2 separate regions of the Gossypium hirsutum genome follow, and region 2 is linked to region 1. Evidence: chromatin contacts called from public Hi-C data. All regions are on one chromosome and are shown on one strand. Each heading gives the region's core, a stretch centred on a gene start, on an enhancer-like site or on the middle of the called end of the contact. The rest is flanking DNA. Distances are from core to core; before and after follow the strand shown.

Region 1 (4,799 bases), core at 1,444-3,943:
TGAGAATAAGTATATATGCAGTTAGTGAGTAGAGAATATTAAATTGTTGAGTTCTAAATTTATGCAAAGGTTGAATAAAAAAAATGCTATGTACTAAACCTGTATTAGTAAATATTGTATATATTTATATATATTCATATAGAATGTCTTGAAATTTGTTTGATTCAAGTATATAGGTGATAAAGAAATATAATTATGTATATAAGATTTGCTAAACTGACACTGATATATATATGTATAAATTACTATATGAAACTTAAGTTTTTCATTAAATGAGTATATATATACTATTTATGTTCGAGTATACCTGTGATTAAATTTGGTTGAGTTGATAAGGAATGCAACTATGTAATAATTTGAATTGTCCAGTAAGTATATTTAGCATTGTTCTTGCGTGTTTAAAATTTTTCAATAATTGTCTATAATCATGTTACGTTCAGTAATGCCTTGTAACCCTAATCCGGCGACAGACACGGGTTAGGGATGTTACAAAAATAATGACCCAAGGCTATCTTCATATAGGAAGAGTTTAAAGAGTTCAACTATGATTAAACTTAATCACTTTAATATTAAATCTTATTAAAATAATAAAATGCTTATAAATATTAAATTTATTTTAATTTTAAGATAATTACTTTAATATTAAATTAATAAAATACTATTAAGATAAGTATTAAATTTAATTTAATATAAAACTATTAAAATAATATTATTTTTGGAATAATTAATCTAAAATCAAATTCTTTGGTAGAGTCCCAGTAGGAGTGTAACTCTTCCACTGCTTAACCACCGAAGACCAACCACCGCCAGCACCGCTGTGTCCGGTGATGCGGGTGCGACACCCTTACAACACCCTCGAGCCGATTTGGTCCGGGTCAGTGACAACTTGACCGATCTGGTCTATCCACCGGTTGGACCGTCGACCCGGTTTCACATACTGGGCCCAGTTCGACTAGTATTTGGGTCTTGGTCACAGTTTTTAGGCTCTCAAGCCCAATTTACGATCATAGGTCCAATTTTCTAGTTCAATTATCCATTGGGCCAATTGTCTGACTTGAAACTTAATTTTCAAAAATATCATATTAATTTTAATTAATTTGATTAATTTAATTTTACTTGATCAAAATTAATTTTCCCAAAAATCACTTAGATTTTCCAAATTAATTTTTCAAAAAAATTCTTTAATCAAATTATCTAGTTGAACAATTCTCAGGACCACCTAATTTAATTCAACATCGAATAAATCGACTCGATTAAATTATTTCCAAAGTCGTAGAATTTTCTTCTGATTCAAATGCAGTTCGATCGAACTTTTGTTGAGCTAGTGGAGGGACCAATAGGACATATACAATTAGGCTCTAGTAATTGGAATTATGTCTAGAAGCATCGTTCCGATAATTCACAATTACTTAATCATGGAATCAGTCCACAAGAAATACCATGATTGAAAACTCCTTATTGTATACTCTTTACGAAAACAATTCATCCAATTGTTTTGTCCACTGACCTCGTCATGTGTGTGTTACCCTTATATGATATCCTTAATTCCTTGGAGTTAAATCTATTCACTCAATACAATCTTATTTATCTCATTGTCACCATTGTGTCTTTTTAATGATTAATATAATCACTGTCAACAAATGATTGTGATAAATTACTCGTTCGAGAACAAGCAACCCGTAGCCACATTTCATATTTATCAATCCACACAATGCTAATGAGAGGATATCATTAACTCTTTAATTGAGCTACGAATTCCACTGTTGCTAGTAAAGCCATGCCATACACAAGTCATGTACCTAACATACCGGCTATGGGCTCAATCATCTTTAGAGCATAAGCCTTCACTTATATCAAATCACATGAGTTGCATACGCATAGTTAGTGACTAACTCAGGATTTAAGTAAATCACACCATGAACATCATAAGTGAATTAATTCACAAACGGATTCAGAATTAATCTATCTTGGGTCCGGTCCAGTTTATCATTCTACCAATGAATACATCTATATCTCTACCCATGGAGTCAACTGCTCCGATAACCAAGACTAGCCATTTCCCCAATTGGAATTGTAAACGACATAATAATTCTTCTCAGTATTTGAATCAAATGCTCACTTTGATTCTTTTACGGGATTACGGGCTTATTTAGATTATCTACAGAAGTAAGTTGTCTTTCTCGTAATGTAAACGTTCTTACAATGTCACTTATCTTCAATTTGAACTTAGACAATCAATGAGTTAATATTTACGGGATTTTGTGATGTTACATATCGAGAAAGAGAGAGAATTCCACTCTATAGGAACTTTGAGCTTTATATCTCGAATGGGAATTGATAGAGTCAGGGATGATAATTAATAAGTGGGACATTTATGAGTAGTGAATCGAGGGGTGCTCCAAAAAGATATGTCCGATAAGTTCATGACTCAATTTCAAAAGCTGCTCCCAAAGTAATAAAAATTTGAACCCAAAAGAATCCAAGTTCAAAAAGATATAAATTTGAACCCGTAAAAATATAAATCTTAAAGAAAGCTTGATATAAGCCTGCCTGAGCGTAACCATTTGTCGCTTCTATTAAACTCAAAAATGTGTGCTTAACGTGCCCACACATAATGTTGGGGGTGGGCAATAATGGCCCTAAGCCCCTTACTCTTGACTCACGCTATATCTTCTTAGCTCATTTCTTCAGATTTTTATTTGGTGCCCAATAGAATATCTGTTTCGGGCCCAATAACTCTAACCTCTGGCAACTTACATATATTCCCAAGGTCTCTGCTCGGTCCGTCTTCCTAAAGTGTTTTTGTTCTGTCCCGGTTGAATTAGTACCAGAGTTTCAAGCTGAGACAACGACATCATATATTGATCTATAACGTCGTTTTAAGGCTACTATCTAAATCATCCCAATAATTGTCTGTTGACAAAAGGAACAGGCCAGACCAGGCATATGCATCTTGGTTGTTGATCTACGACAACCCCGTAGCCTATTCATCAATAACCATCAACGTTTGTACATTCATTAAATTTTGTGGTGAGATTCGGATGTGGGCCTATATATCATCACCAAAATGTTGAAAAATATTGGATCAATGTGCCTTATCTTGCTAGCTGAATATCCCGTCCATATATTTTTCAAACAGTTGTTCCACAAGAATTTTGCTAATTGCCAATCTATGATTTATCACTTGAAAGTTTATTTCTTTTTCTCTTTGTCTTTGTATGCTTTATTGTGTTGGCACGCTTTCTTACAGTAATAATTTCTGCTCTTGATATTAATTCTCTTTCATTTTGTTTCGTGTTAATGAATTGAGCTTGTTCAAATTAATCTAAAACTAAGCTTACTTAGAAAGAATTTCCATGTTTTTTTTTTCTTTTTAAAATTCAGATTGAACCATCGCCTTACGCAGCAAAACTGTTGAAAATTTTAATTTTTTGATTCTTACTAGGATTATTTCACTCAAAAAAAAAAAAACCAACCCAATTGGTAGATCAATGCTTGCTTTTAATGATAATTATATTATTTTTAGGAATAATAATAAAGATAACCTTTTAAAGTTTACATTTTTTATTAATTTGATAATTATTCTTCTTTTAGTTAAACTTGATTATGTCAAATCACTTTTCTTTAATAGAAATATTGACTAGAACATTAATTTTTTTAATGAAGTTGATGTGGTACCTGTGTGGCAGTCTACATGCGTTTCATATTCATGTCGCACTATTTGACTTATATGTCACGCTAAGAAAAAATTTTAAAAAATATAAAAATAAAAAATGAAAATTATAAAAATTATAAGTTCATAAAAATTCAAAAATATTAGCATGCAATACATATGGATTGCCATGTAGGCTACTATGTTTTAAAATTTAACATTTTAATTAGTATTTCCATTAAATAGCATACTCAACTCTTTTCCAAAAGGCTAATGGTCAAATTGGGCTATTTATAAAATCTCAAGGCCCAAATTTAGCTTAAAAAAAGAATATGGCCAAATTGGTAAAAAATATAGACATTAAGAGCTAAATTTGACATTGGACCTTATATTTAATACAATCATACACAGATAATTGACATGCATAAGAATTGGACTATTTGTCCATGCAAGAAAATAAGTTTGATACTTTTACGAATAAAAATATTAGATTCTAAAAATGAGTTTTGACTAAAAACTAGGTTCATTTAAAATATGGATCGAACTTGGGCATTAATATTCAAGACTCAAGTTTGGTTTGACATAATTTTCAATTTTATAATATGTTGATGATGACATGTTTATTTTGCATGTTTTACATGTTTAAATCAATTAATTCTTGAATCAGTTCCTGCTAAATTGGTGAATTTATGTTTAAATTCTGTCAGGAATGCAATTGGGATGTTTTAAGTCAGAAACAAGCAGACAAGGACTAAATTGAAGCACAAGCAATAAAAAGGAGCCGAATCAGAACTTTTGAAACATTTAGGGATGATAAGATTTTATTTGATTTTGTAAAAGTCATATTTAGAAAAAAATCAGATATGAATTTGATTTCATGTAATTGGTTGTTAGGTAAGTTAGGCTAATTTTAATATATGTATATAATATGTATATAAATAGGATGGGTGGTGGCCTTTGAAAAAACACAATTGAATACACTGGAAATTGAATAAAATTATTTTTATTCCTTTCTATTTCATGCGTCAGTAGCATTCTGCCATTTTATTTCTTTTTCCTTGTTTCTTTACAAATTTGTTCAATTGCTTCCTAACTCTTTTCTCTTTCCACCTTTTACCATTTCCACTAAATCCATTTACATACACCA
Region 2 (4,799 bases), core at 1,162-3,661, 170 kb before region 1:
CACTTTATCAAGGAGAATATTGAAGAAGGCCAAGTGTGCATGTCGTTTATTCCTTCAAAACAACAAATTGCTGACATACTCACCAAAGGGATCCCTAAGACAAACTTTAATTTTCTTGTAAGCAAGTTGGGCATGATTGATATATATGCACCAACATGAGGGAGGGTGTTGAAATACGTGAAATCTCATATATTTTAGGGATATTTTTTAAAATTATTTAAGTAGATAAATCTTAAAATAAATTAATTAAAATTTATTAGGATAAGGGAATTATTTTCTAGTTAGGTAAATAAAATACAGAACAATTTTATTAAATACTCTCTTGAAAACTTTCAACAAGAAGCTTTTACAAGTGAAGAGTGGAAGAATAAAGTTCAACAAGAATACAATGCTTTGATAAAGAATCAGACTTGGCCTTTGGTCCCTCTATCATAAGATTGAACACCGATTGGGTGTAAATAGTTGTTCAAAATCAAAAGAAATCCTAATAGATCAATTTCAAGGTATAAATTTCGGTTAGTTGCAAAGGGTTACTCACAAATTGTTGGCTTTGATTTTCAAGAAACCTTCAATCTTGTTGTGAAGCCAGTTACCATTTGTGTGATTCCCTCTTTTACTATTACGAAGGGATGTAAGTTGCTTCTACTTGACATCAACAATGCATTTTTAAATGGTGATTTAGTTGAAGAAGTGTATAAGGAATAGCCTCCCAGTTATGAAAAGTATGGCAGCAAAGGTCAATGGCTTGTATGTAAACTAAACAAAGCTCTTTATGGTCTTAAGCTCCATGGGTATGGTTTAAAAAACTCAAGATTTATTTAGTGTCAATTGGATTCTATTCAGCAAAATCTGATGCGTCTTTGTTTATAAGGAGAACGACCAGGGTGTCATGTTTTTACTCCTGTACGTTGATGATATTGTACTGACTAGGAATAATGAGGTAGATATTGCAGACTTTGTGAAATATCTAAATGTCATGTTTTCACTGAAGGATTTAGGGTTGTTGCATTATTTTTTTAGTAATTGAAGTCAAGTATATTAATAATGGGTTGTTTCTTAGTTAGAGAAAGTATATTACAGAATTGTTAAAAAGAGCTCATATGGACTAAGCTAAAGGTCAACCAACGCCTATGGTAAGCACATATGCACTTTCGACCACTAGGGGAGATGCTTTCGTTGATGTACATTAGTATCGGAGCATTGTTGTATATTGTGATAACCAGACCTGAAATTGCTTTTGCAGTAAATCACATGTCAGTTCCTGCATCAACCATTAGATTTGCATTTCAATTCTATGAAGAGAATTTTGCGTTAATTGAAGGGTATGGCTGATCATCATTTGATGTTTTGGCTAACATTGCGACTATCTATTGAAGGGTTTGCTGATGCGAATCTGGGATCTGATGTGGACTATAGGCACTCTGCCACCAGATATTGCATCTTCTTTGGTGGAAATCATGTATCATGGTCTTCTAAGAAGCAGCAAGTGGTCTCTTGTTCCACAGCAAAGGCTGAGCATCGAAGATTAGCCTTTGCCACAGCTGATGTTATGTGGCTTGAGTCCTTACTCATGTAGTTAGGAGTTGCTATGGATGATAAATCAAGAATCTGGTGCAATAATACTAGTACGGTTGATGTGTCCGCGAATTCGATTATGCATTCCAAGTTTAAAGGTGTTGCATCAGATGAGAAAGTTGCAGAGGGACAAGTATTTATTGGTGAAGTTCCTGGCTATGATAAAGTGGTAGACATACTTACTAAGCCCTATCTGCTCCATCATTTTGTCGGTTACGAGGCAAGCTAGGCGTTACCTTGCTACCTTCTTCAAGTGATGCCTTGTGTTGATCTCAAGTATGATTTCTTGTTGTTGGTTAATTTTGTTTTGTTTTTCATGGTTTTTTTAGGAGACATAACAAGCAGAGATTGATAGGTTTAGTTTTTTACTAGTCTGTTATGTTAGTTTAAATATGGTTGTAACTTCTTTGACTGTTAACAACTAAATTGATTGTTTGGGATGAGTTGTTAGTAACAACCTTATCAGTAATTAGCAGTTTCCTATTCTATAAATTGAGTTGGGCTCCTATTGGGAGCTATTACAGCTAAATAAATAAAAGAAGTAGCTATTTTCATTCTTTCTATTTTGTTCACTCATCTATAAATTGATCAATAAACGCCATAATAAGATTGCATATTCAGAATTCATTTGCCATATTCTTTTAAAGGATTTTTATTCATTTATTTGTGATGCTGCGCATAAATTCATAAAAACGCTGGTGAGATGGTCAACACCCTATTGACAAAGGATGCTGTTGATGACTTTGCCTCTGAGCTTAACCGTCTCAGATCCTATAATCTGTAGACTACAGACCCAATTTTCAGACTCATCATTACCTCATTATGAAATTGGAGATGGGCTTCAACCCTACACCAATCCATTCATTTTACATTTTCAGTAGGCTAACTTCACATGTGCCCATAACACCTACAAGTAGATCAAATTCCAAACATGTTAAGCCCAAAAATTCGATGCAACTTTTTCATATGTTTTGATCTTTCACAAGTAACACTAGTTATTAAGAACCACATGTTAACTTGGCATTTTCCTCTAGGCAAATTAGTCACACAAGTCGGTGAGAGTGAGGAAAATCCATTCAAAAAATCCTTGTCTTAACAAGTTCATTTCTCATCAGATAATTGAAGACTGCAACACACTTTGAGTGGAACACACACAGTAAATGTCTGTGTTTCAAATGATAGTGCTCACAGCTTGCTTGCACGACAGTTATTTACTCTTTCTAACGCATCCAAACCCCTCATTTTTAATGGGGCCATGTGACAATTTTTTTTTCTATTTGCCTCCATTGATAATAGTATGGCATTAAATGACATACAACATGTTGTAACTTCTCTCATTGCAGGTAGTTGAATTGGACCAATCACTCTCTTAATGTTTCATTATTGCATGTAATAGTGACAGGTTTTCTTCTTCTTCAAAGCACTAGGGAGCCGATTAAGAAGTAAGAAAATGTGGTGAAACGATTAAGAGGAAATAAAATGATTGTGAAAGTGTAAAAACAATGCATGATGGCGAATAAGAAGCAACAGTACAAGTAGTACAGTACTGAGGTGGGCGGGCCCTTAAAATGACTTTTTTTAGCTAAATTGGTTCATATTGAACGTATTCTTAAATGGGGAATCCAAATTTATTTACTAGTAAAAGAAAGGAAAAAGATTGATTTGTACAGTTAGTCGTATAAAATTTCTGGTTTGCCAGTTATGTATATATAGTATTAAATAGACAGAAGCATGGGGCTGGGGTTGGGTCATTGGGAGTCCCTTTCATCTTTTTCTCCTTAAAGCGGATTGGAACATGGTGAAGCTGAAGCAGGACATTGCACCAATGTTTGTTCTTTTTATTGTAATAATAATAATTATTTGTAAAAGGAATGCTTTTTATGGGAAAACAGTGCTAAGTGTTAATTATTGTGTTATATTGGCCAAACGAGTAAATCTTACTTTGTAGGCAACTACAATTTATGGTCACAAAAAAAAAACGTTTTTATATATTAATTTACACGACGTGGGTGGGTGAAAAAATTAATATAAAATTCAAATGTGATTTAATAAAATGATAAATTTGAGATAATAAAAGTTTTCATGATTCTCATTATGTTTTTTTTTAATTTATCAAAATATAAAGGATATAAAAATTAGTAAAATAATATTTTTTACATTTGTAAAAGCAATGAATTTTTAGTAATTTTATAACTAATTTAGGATGCCCTTGATAAGTGACATCAACGATAATTTATATTAAAATTTATCGTTCTTAGGGCACCCACCGTTTGCGACTATAATTAATTCCCTCATTGCAGGTGTCATCTAAAAAAATAAACAACTTACTATGAAATGTGCTCCATTATTTTTTTTTCTAATGTGAGAAGATAGCAAATACTTTTCTTTTCCCTCGAGAGAGTAGTTTCAGAGGATTAAATAATTATCCTTATAGTCTTTTATATTAAATTAATGATTTTGGCTCTTTTTTTTTTGTAATTTCATAAACTTGACTATACCATTAGTCATTAAATTTGGGTAAAATTTTTTTGGTCACTAAAATTTTAAATTTTTTTATTGCCTAATTGTTAAAGTGGCAAATTTTTAGTTGGTATAATAACAATTTTAATCCACAGTTTTCATACTTTTTTTTGCCAATTTTACTCTAATTACATATAAAATTATAAAAAAACTCAAAATTATTTTTAAAATAAAAAATTGTTTTCCTTTTCATATCAAGAAAAAGCTATCGGTAAAAAATAGGAAATCAATAAATTTTCTTTATGTTTTTTTTCTATGTTTTTTAAAGAATGAGAATTTGGAAATCTCTATACAAGTAATATAGAGAGAAAATTTGGAGGGTTTAAAAACAATTTTTCCTTATTTTCTCCCACTTTATCTATTTTTAAAATTTTATATACTTTTATTTTTTTATAATTTTCTAAATTTTAAAAAAGAATTTCAATTTTTATCATTTTTATATAATCAGGGTCAAATTGACAAAAAGTACAAAAACTAAGGACTAAATTGGTATTATACCAATTAAAAAAGTGATACTTAACATTCAAGTAAAAAAAAACATTTTCAAAAATTTCAGTGACTAAATTGTAATCTTTTTTAGTTAAGTGACTAAGATGAAAACATACCCATAGGTTAGTGACTAATAATATAGTTTTACCCTGTTATATATAAATAAGTTGTAATATTTTGATTTTTTTAAATGATCCAAACCAAATTTCATTAAT

Evidence for each region. A called contact is a pair of places that touch in the nucleus more often than the background predicts.
Region 2: a contact with region 1 is called in a Hi-C map of leaf, with 2.5 times the contacts expected there. The contact joins two enhancer-like sites. A contact is called at or near these places in 2 of 34 Hi-C or Micro-C datasets (anther and leaf).

What each region holds. Positions count from the first base shown.
Region 1 is chrD04:46,035,430-46,040,228 of Gossypium_hirsutum_v2.1, reverse strand. No RefSeq gene overlaps it. Among protein-coding and RNA genes, the nearest start is that of LOC107899340, 11 kb to the right of the region's middle. Within about 2 kb of position 2,693, at least 3 of the 9 cell types and tissues checked have an H3K27ac peak or open chromatin away from gene starts, as enhancers often do. A contact at or near this core is called in leaf, where this site is marked.
Region 2 is chrD04:46,206,078-46,210,876 of Gossypium_hirsutum_v2.1, reverse strand. No RefSeq gene overlaps it. Among protein-coding and RNA genes, the nearest start is that of LOC107899347, 32 kb to the right of the region's middle. Within about 2 kb of position 2,411, at least 4 of the 9 cell types and tissues checked have an H3K27ac peak or open chromatin away from gene starts, as enhancers often do. A contact at or near this core is called in leaf, where this site is marked.